Regions from separate parts of the Sus scrofa genome. Here region 2 is linked to region 1. The links are chromatin contacts, called in public HiChIP or PLAC-seq maps. All regions are on one chromosome and are shown on one strand. The core of a region is the stretch at or near the end of the contact, and the rest is flanking DNA. Distances in the headings are between cores, read along the strand shown.

Region 1 (3,403 bases), core at 465-2,964:
CTCTTGGCTGGGGACACAAGGAATGGTATTTCAGGGACGCATAGTAGCTACTCAACAAATATCTGTTGAACGAAGAAGCATCTCGGGTTAAAATACATGGTGATTTTAACATATTCCCTTCGAAACAACTGTGCAGGGTTTTCTGATGACAAAAATCAAAAAGGGCAGCAAAGGGAGAGAAAGGGATGGACACATTCCAGAAAGAAAAGGAAAGCCAGCTAGGGGAAGGGGGGAGGAAGGGCCTGCTGCAGACCACCGCTGGAGAGTAAGAGGCCCTCATCCCTCCCCTACTGGGTACTGCAGTCGGGAAGCGGGATGTGGTCCGGGCTGCACAGGGAAGGACCTGCACCTGACAGTGAAGAGCTCATCCTAGGAAATGAAGGTCGCAAGAAGCTATGGTCTCTGGGGAAGCTGTCCCCCGATGACCCTGAATAAGAGCCCCATATGGTACACAACCCCCTCCACCCTGCTGGCCACACACCCAACACCGCTTTCCTGATATCACAGAAGACACAACTCACTAATGTCTTAGTCCTTGTCTGTGCAGAAACAAACAACTCTTCCAGGTCACCTTCCCAGGAAAAGGCTACAGAAGTGAACAGTAAGAAAGTCAAAGACAAAGACAAGAACAACCCACCCTAATCTTAATGGGGATACTCTACAAAACATCAACAAACTTAAAAGTGCCTTTGGATCAGAGTTCCTGTCATGGCTCAGTGGTAAGGAAATGGACTAGTATCCATGAGGACATGGGTCTGATCTCTGGCCCCACTCAGTGGGTTAAGGATCCAGCGTTGCTGTGAGCTGTGGTGTAGGTTGAAGATGCGGCTCAGATCTGATGTTGCTGTGGCTGTGGTGTCGGCCAGCAGCTGTAGCTCCAATTTGACCCCTAGCCTGGGAACCTCCACATGCCTCAGGTGCAGCCCTTAAAAAAAAAAAAAAAAAAAAAAAAAGTGCTACCTAGATTATAAAACTATCGAGAGACTGTAAAGATCACTTCTGATGTGGTTAAGCACAGGCTGAAAATTACTCTTTCAAGTTCTTATGGTAGTTCTGGTACAGTTTCAGGAAATCCTATAAAACTCATTTTCCTCAGCAAAAAAAAAAAAAAAAAAGACAAATAGTTAAAGATGAGTCTTCACAACACACAACGATTATGCATTTGCTTTGAAGACATACTAATAAGAATCAATGATCTACTCATCCATTCATTCACAGAACAAAAATGTACTGAGAGTTTATTACACATCAGGACCTACGTTAACCTCTGGTGGGGAAGAGCATACAAAGGTAAGAAGGGAGGAGTGGCTCTGCCACAGAAATTCAGTCAAATTCAGAATCTTTCTGCTAGACTCCTTTATTTTTCCTTCTTCTAGGGTTACAGGCACAGCACCTGAGACGCAGACAGAGCTAAATAAATCTGGATCCTCTGAGCCACAGAGGCCTGTGGTTCTCCAATGCTGATCTGATAACAAAGGGATCCCAGCAGACCACGTTGTCTGCCTCTGATGGAAACTCCAACATCAGTGGGACTCATAAGCACATAACTAAAGCAAATAAGCCCTGAAGGGTCATAAAAATCTTAACAGCACTAAATTTATTAAAGTATGCCTCGAACGGGTACTTAAATTTCCTCTCTTCTAGACCACATGAACGAAGGAAAGAAAAAAGTTAATTGAGGAATGACTCAAGCAGTTTCACCACATACCGCGAGTCACACACATGGGACAGTGCCTCCTACGCAGGAGGAGGTCAGACTTAGCAGAGAGGAAAAGCTATCACTCAGCACCTGCACTGACCAGATCTACAGAACGCCGTGAACGCTATGCCCAGGGCAGACAAGCGAAACACGGGGAGAAAGAAAACCCCCAAGGAAAGGAAGTAGGTGGTCATGAGCCATTCTGTACCTCCAACCCAGTGATTCTAAACAGCTGTGAAATAAGGACAAAAGCAATGATTATTTTAAGTGCTACATCAACCTTAACCAGAGAGAGAGTGCGCAGGCAAGCACATGCAGGAGCAAACTCGGGGCGGGGGGCGGGGGTTGTCTTTTTAGGTCAGTGCCTGAGGTATACGGAAGTTGGCAGGCTAGGGGTCAAATTGGAGCTGTTGCTGCCGGCCTACACAACAGCCACATCTACTTGGGATCCGAGCCACATCTGCAACCTACACCACAGCTCACGGCAACGCCAGATCCTCAACCACTTAGCGAGACCAGGAATCGAAGCTGCGTCCCCACAGACACTAGCTGGGTTCATTACCGCTGAATCACAATAGGAACTCCCAATACAACAGGGGTTTTAATGTGGGTGACTGAAAGGAAGACATGTCAAGAAAGAGAAAGACATTTTTCTCATTCTTTATGAAGGCATGTAAGGAGCTGCCTTGTGGCACAGCGGGTTAAGGATCTAGCATTGTCTCTGCTGTTCGATACCTAGCCTGGGAACTTCCACATGCCACTGGCATGGCCAAAAGAAATAAATAAAAATTTTTTTTAATGTTTTAAAAATTTTAAAACATCGAAATAAATGTGTTAAAACCTTAAAAAATAAAATTTTAAAAATAAAAAATAAATAAATGCATGTAAAACTAAGTAGTGAACTAGCCCATATGCCCAGCAAGTGGCACATTCTCTATCTTCCAAAAATCCTATATACTTTTTGCCTGAACCAGATTTTGACACAATCGTTACTGTGCCTCAGCAATATTTCTCAAATAAAATCATGGCCTTATTCTTTTTTTAAAATGAAAGTTTTCTTTTCTTAGGTTGACCTAATGGTAGGGCTCTTTCTGCTTTTTCCCAGCTTTACTAAGGTATTTATTGACTCTATTTTGATTGAGCGGCTAAATATTCACTCAAATGTCTAACTTATCACCAACAATCAAGGGAGAAATAATTCAAGATATGAAAAATCACAGGTTTTTGAGAAGAGAAAACCTACTTTGGTTTCTCTGATTCCTTGTTTCCATCTCTGATGCTTCTGGAAGGTTTGTCCTTTTCAGAATCAGTATCTGACTCGGATCCACTGCTGCTTGACTGCCCACGTTTTCTCTTGGTTTTCTTGTGGTGCTGATGCTTCCTTTTCTTTTTTTTCTCTTTCTTCTTCTTTCTGCTTGTTTGTGTGGGCTTTCTGTTAGTGTCACTTTCATCTGAACGCTCTGATTTCAAAGGACTCCTGTTTAGGAAAATCAATGCTAGAATTATTTTCAAAAGAAAATTAGGGAAAATGTGTAAATAAGTATGCAAATAAACAAATAAGTAAAAGGAAATCCTATAAATGTCCACACAGACATACTATTTGACCATATACTATACAGCACCTTTCTGGATTAGGGCTCACCTTCAAGACTTAGGAGTTGGACCTAAAATAACATCAGGTGAAGAAATTCTAATCTTAATAGC
Region 2 (3,403 bases), core at 248-2,747, 190 kb after region 1:
AAAATGCTGAGAAGGTGAACGCCAGATGGGGGAATTTAATGACTCTGATCTTCGTATTTCTTTTTTTTTTTTTTCTTTTTGCCTTTTCTAGGGTTGCTTCCCACGGCATATGGAGGTTCCCAGGCTAGGGGTCTAATCGGAGCTGTAGTCGCCAGCCTATGCCAGAGCCACAGCAACACGGGATCTGAGCCTCGTCTGCGACCTACACCACAGCTCACGGCAACGCCGGATCCTTAACCCACTGAGTGAGGCCAGGGATCGAACTCACCACCTCATGGTTCCTAGTCGGATTCGTTAACCACTGAGCCACGACAGGAACTCCTGATCTTCGTATTTCTGAATCCACGCGTGGTAGGAGGGGTTGGCAGAAAAACAGTCCCCAAAGATGTCCATGTCTTGATCTTTGGAACCTGTGAATTTGTCACTTTACGTAGCAAAGGGACTTTGCGGGTGTGATTAAGCGAAGGAGCTAGAGGTGAGGAGGTAATCCTGGATTACGCCCTTGGGCCCAAAGTAATCACAAGGTCCTTACATGGGCAAGAGGAAGGCAGGAGTCAGGGTTGGAGAAGCGGATGTGATGAGGAAGGTCAGAGGTCAGAGTGAGTCACGGCTGGCCTTGAGGATGGAGGATGGGCCACCAACCGAGGGATGTCGGCAGCCTCTAGAAGCTGGAAAAGGTAAGCCTCTGGAAGGAACACATCCCTGCCAACACTTCGATTGTTGTCGCCTGACACACGTTTCAGACGTGTATTGTGTCAAGCCACTAAGCTTGTGGCCATTGACTGGGGCAGCAATAGGAAATTAACACAATGACCTTGTTCAGTCCATTTGACAAGTGAGGAAATGGATCCTCGGACCTCGTGACCCCCCTAAGGCTTCTCAGAGAGTGAGCATCCAGGCCCAGGTTCAAACCCCCCCACCAGCAGACACACAGCCTGAGCCCTTGGGCACAGGCTTTGCCTCAGGCAGCTGTAGACAGTAGAGCGGCACCATGCATGTGGGCAAGGCTGGGTCTCGCCTCCCTCTGGGCCCCTGGGCCGAGGAGGCTGACGTGAGCCAGGCCACCAGCTGCATCCCTGCTGACCTGGTACTGTGGGCAGGAAGGACCCCGGCCCAGGCCCCATGTCCTCCTCCAGGCAGAGAGGGATGCAGTTGAAATGCAGTGGGACTTGCTGTGTGGCTTCCAGCTCGGCTGCAAATAGTTCTGTGTGGGAGGAGGGAGGAGGGCGCCAGCATGGTCCCCCACGCGCTCCAGGGCCCCCACGCCTCCCCTTGCACTAGGCAGGGAAGAGATGGGGTCGCCCCTCCAGCGCACCCTGGCCCCAGGCACTGTGCTTCATCAAGGTTATATTAACAGGCCTGCAGCCCTGTGAGGGGACGTGTCACCCCGATGTTGATACAGGAGCTGGAAGCCCTTCTCCACTGGCGGTGACGTGACCTGGCAGAGCTGGAATTCCAGCCAGCTCTCTGTGACCCACAGCCCAGTGGTCACCAGGAAACCCTATTGTCCTCAGGAGGCCAGGGGTCAACCAGCAGAAGACAGAGAAGGTGGGAGGGCCCTGGAAGCTGTGGGCGGCCCAGCTGGAGTGCCTGCTCTGGGCAGACGAGCAGAAGGCACCCCACAACCCACCTGCCACCTCCCCATCGCCAGCCCCACTCAGGGCGCCTGAGCCTCCAGGTGGAGTCCGGCTGCAGCCTGCCCCCCAGGCCCCACTTGGTGGCCCCGTGGGGTGGTAACCCCTTCCTGGCACCTCGCAATCCCTACAGCTGCCTGCTGACTCACGCTGGGAAGGGATGCCTGTCCTCGTTGGACCCTGAGGCTCAGAGAGGGTCAGTGACTCAGGGTCACCCCCAGGCAGGCACAGAGCTGGAATGGATGTCTCCCAGGGTATGGCCTTGAGGAGGGGGGTGGGTCTCAGCCTGGCTCCCAAAGGCCTTCTGGAGGATTCCCTGGCTGCCTGAGACGTTTGCAGGATGTCCTTTTCCTGGTCCCATCCGGCCATGGTGGGGGCGGGGGCAGCAGGAAATGAGCTGACCACGAGTGGGAGGAAGGCTGGTGGCTGGAGCGATGGCAGTTCTGAGAGTCTCCTGGGGACCAGGCATCCGTGTGTGTGTGTGTGTGTGTGTGTGTGTGTGTGTGTGTGTGTGTAGGGGGGAAACCTTGGGTCTTTACGGCTCAGCATGGCTTGCCTGCTGCGTGTCTCCCCTGGAACAGGACCTTAGCAGGGTCCCGGCGTGGATGCTCTCAGAGCAGGCAGAAGTGGAGGAGCCAGAGAGAGGGCCAGGGAGGGCTCGGAGGAGGACTGAGTGGGCCTGTGATTTCTGCAAATGTGATTGGTGCCTCCAATTGGACAATGTCCACTCTGGGGGCCACGAGAGGTGGGGGGGGATGGGAAGGGGTCAGGCAGAGATAAAGAAAGAGGGGCTGAGCAGCGAGAGGCTCCCTGTGGGCGAGGATGGGATGGAGTCGAGGAGGGGAGGGCAGGGCCCCATGTGGCTGGTCCTGCCTTGAAATTCCCTTGCTGTTCTCAAGCCTTCATCCTTCATCGGAGCCGTGCTGCCCGTCTTACCCTGTGCTGGCTACGCCGTGGGGGGGCACTGGGGCAGGGCTGCTGGGCGGGGAGGCGTGGCTGAGGTGGGGAAGAGGCTGCCCCCTGTGCCCAAAATAAACAGGGTAGAGGGCGAAGATCTCCAGAGAACGTGGGGAGAGTGCCAAGCTAAGGGGGTACTTCCTGTGGGCACATGGGGTGGGGCATCCAAGGACTTGGTGTGGCCACAAAGGGGCTCTGAGTGACCATCCAGAGGAGTCTGGGGGCTACTCCATGTGGACACACATATCCCTCTCTTGGGCCTTGAGGACAGGCAAGAGCAGAGGGGACAGGAGGCCTTGGTTCCCATCTGGGGAGACACTGAAAGCCCCCCGACACCCTGGTCCTGAGACTGATCCCAGGACCTGCCCCCAGATCCTTCCCCGCTGCTGGGGGTGGGGTGGGGGTGGGGCTGGCTGCCTTTAAAGAAGGGCCTCCCCTCTCCCCTCACTGCTTCCTCCTCCCCTCCCTGGCCCAGCTTCCCTCCCTTTCCCTTCCGACTTGGGAGGAGAACCCTGAAGTTCACTGGCACTGAGGCCCAGGCACCCTGCATGTAAGAACCACCCGCATGGGCAAACCCAAGGCTCAATGCCGAGGCCTCCTGTCCTCCAGGGCACAGAACACAGCCCGCCACCCACCCCTTCCTTCTTGAAATGTGGGCTTCACCTGGCCTCTGAAGCTCCACTATCCTTGGGCACCAGGAGGTCCAGCCCTGATTTCAGCGTGGGAACTCTCTTTCCCCAACTCTCCCCGTGTTGTCTGGGATTGGAGCATGTGGCTCAGCCGGACACATCCTTGTTCTTTCAGTGGGACCC

The links. HiChIP or PLAC-seq counts read pairs in DNA pulled down with a chosen protein or histone mark.
Region 2: an H3K27ac HiChIP or PLAC-seq map of alveolar macrophages shows a contact between it and region 1. The contact joins two enhancer-like sites. A contact is called at or near these places in 1 of 47 Hi-C or Micro-C datasets (embryonic fibroblasts) and 1 of 2 datasets of contacts at active chromatin or transcription factors (alveolar macrophages).

The regions. Positions count from the first base shown.
Region 1 is chr7:112,072,512-112,075,914 of Sscrofa11.1, forward strand. It overlaps NRDE2 (protein NRDE2 homolog), which reads right to left. Exons shown (of 14, transcript XM_021099603.1): 3 at 2,943-3,176. Among named protein-coding and RNA genes, the nearest start is that of NRDE2, 16 kb to the right of the region's middle. Within about 2 kb of position 1,715, at least 2 of the 83 cell types and tissues checked have an H3K27ac peak or open chromatin away from gene starts, as enhancers often do. A contact at or near this core is called in alveolar macrophages, where this site is marked.
Region 2 is chr7:112,264,839-112,268,241 of Sscrofa11.1, forward strand. No RefSeq gene overlaps it. Among named protein-coding and RNA genes, the nearest start is that of CALM1, 110 kb to the left of the region's middle. Within about 2 kb of position 1,498, at least 26 of the 83 cell types and tissues checked have an H3K27ac peak or open chromatin away from gene starts, as enhancers often do. A contact at or near this core is called in alveolar macrophages, where this site is marked.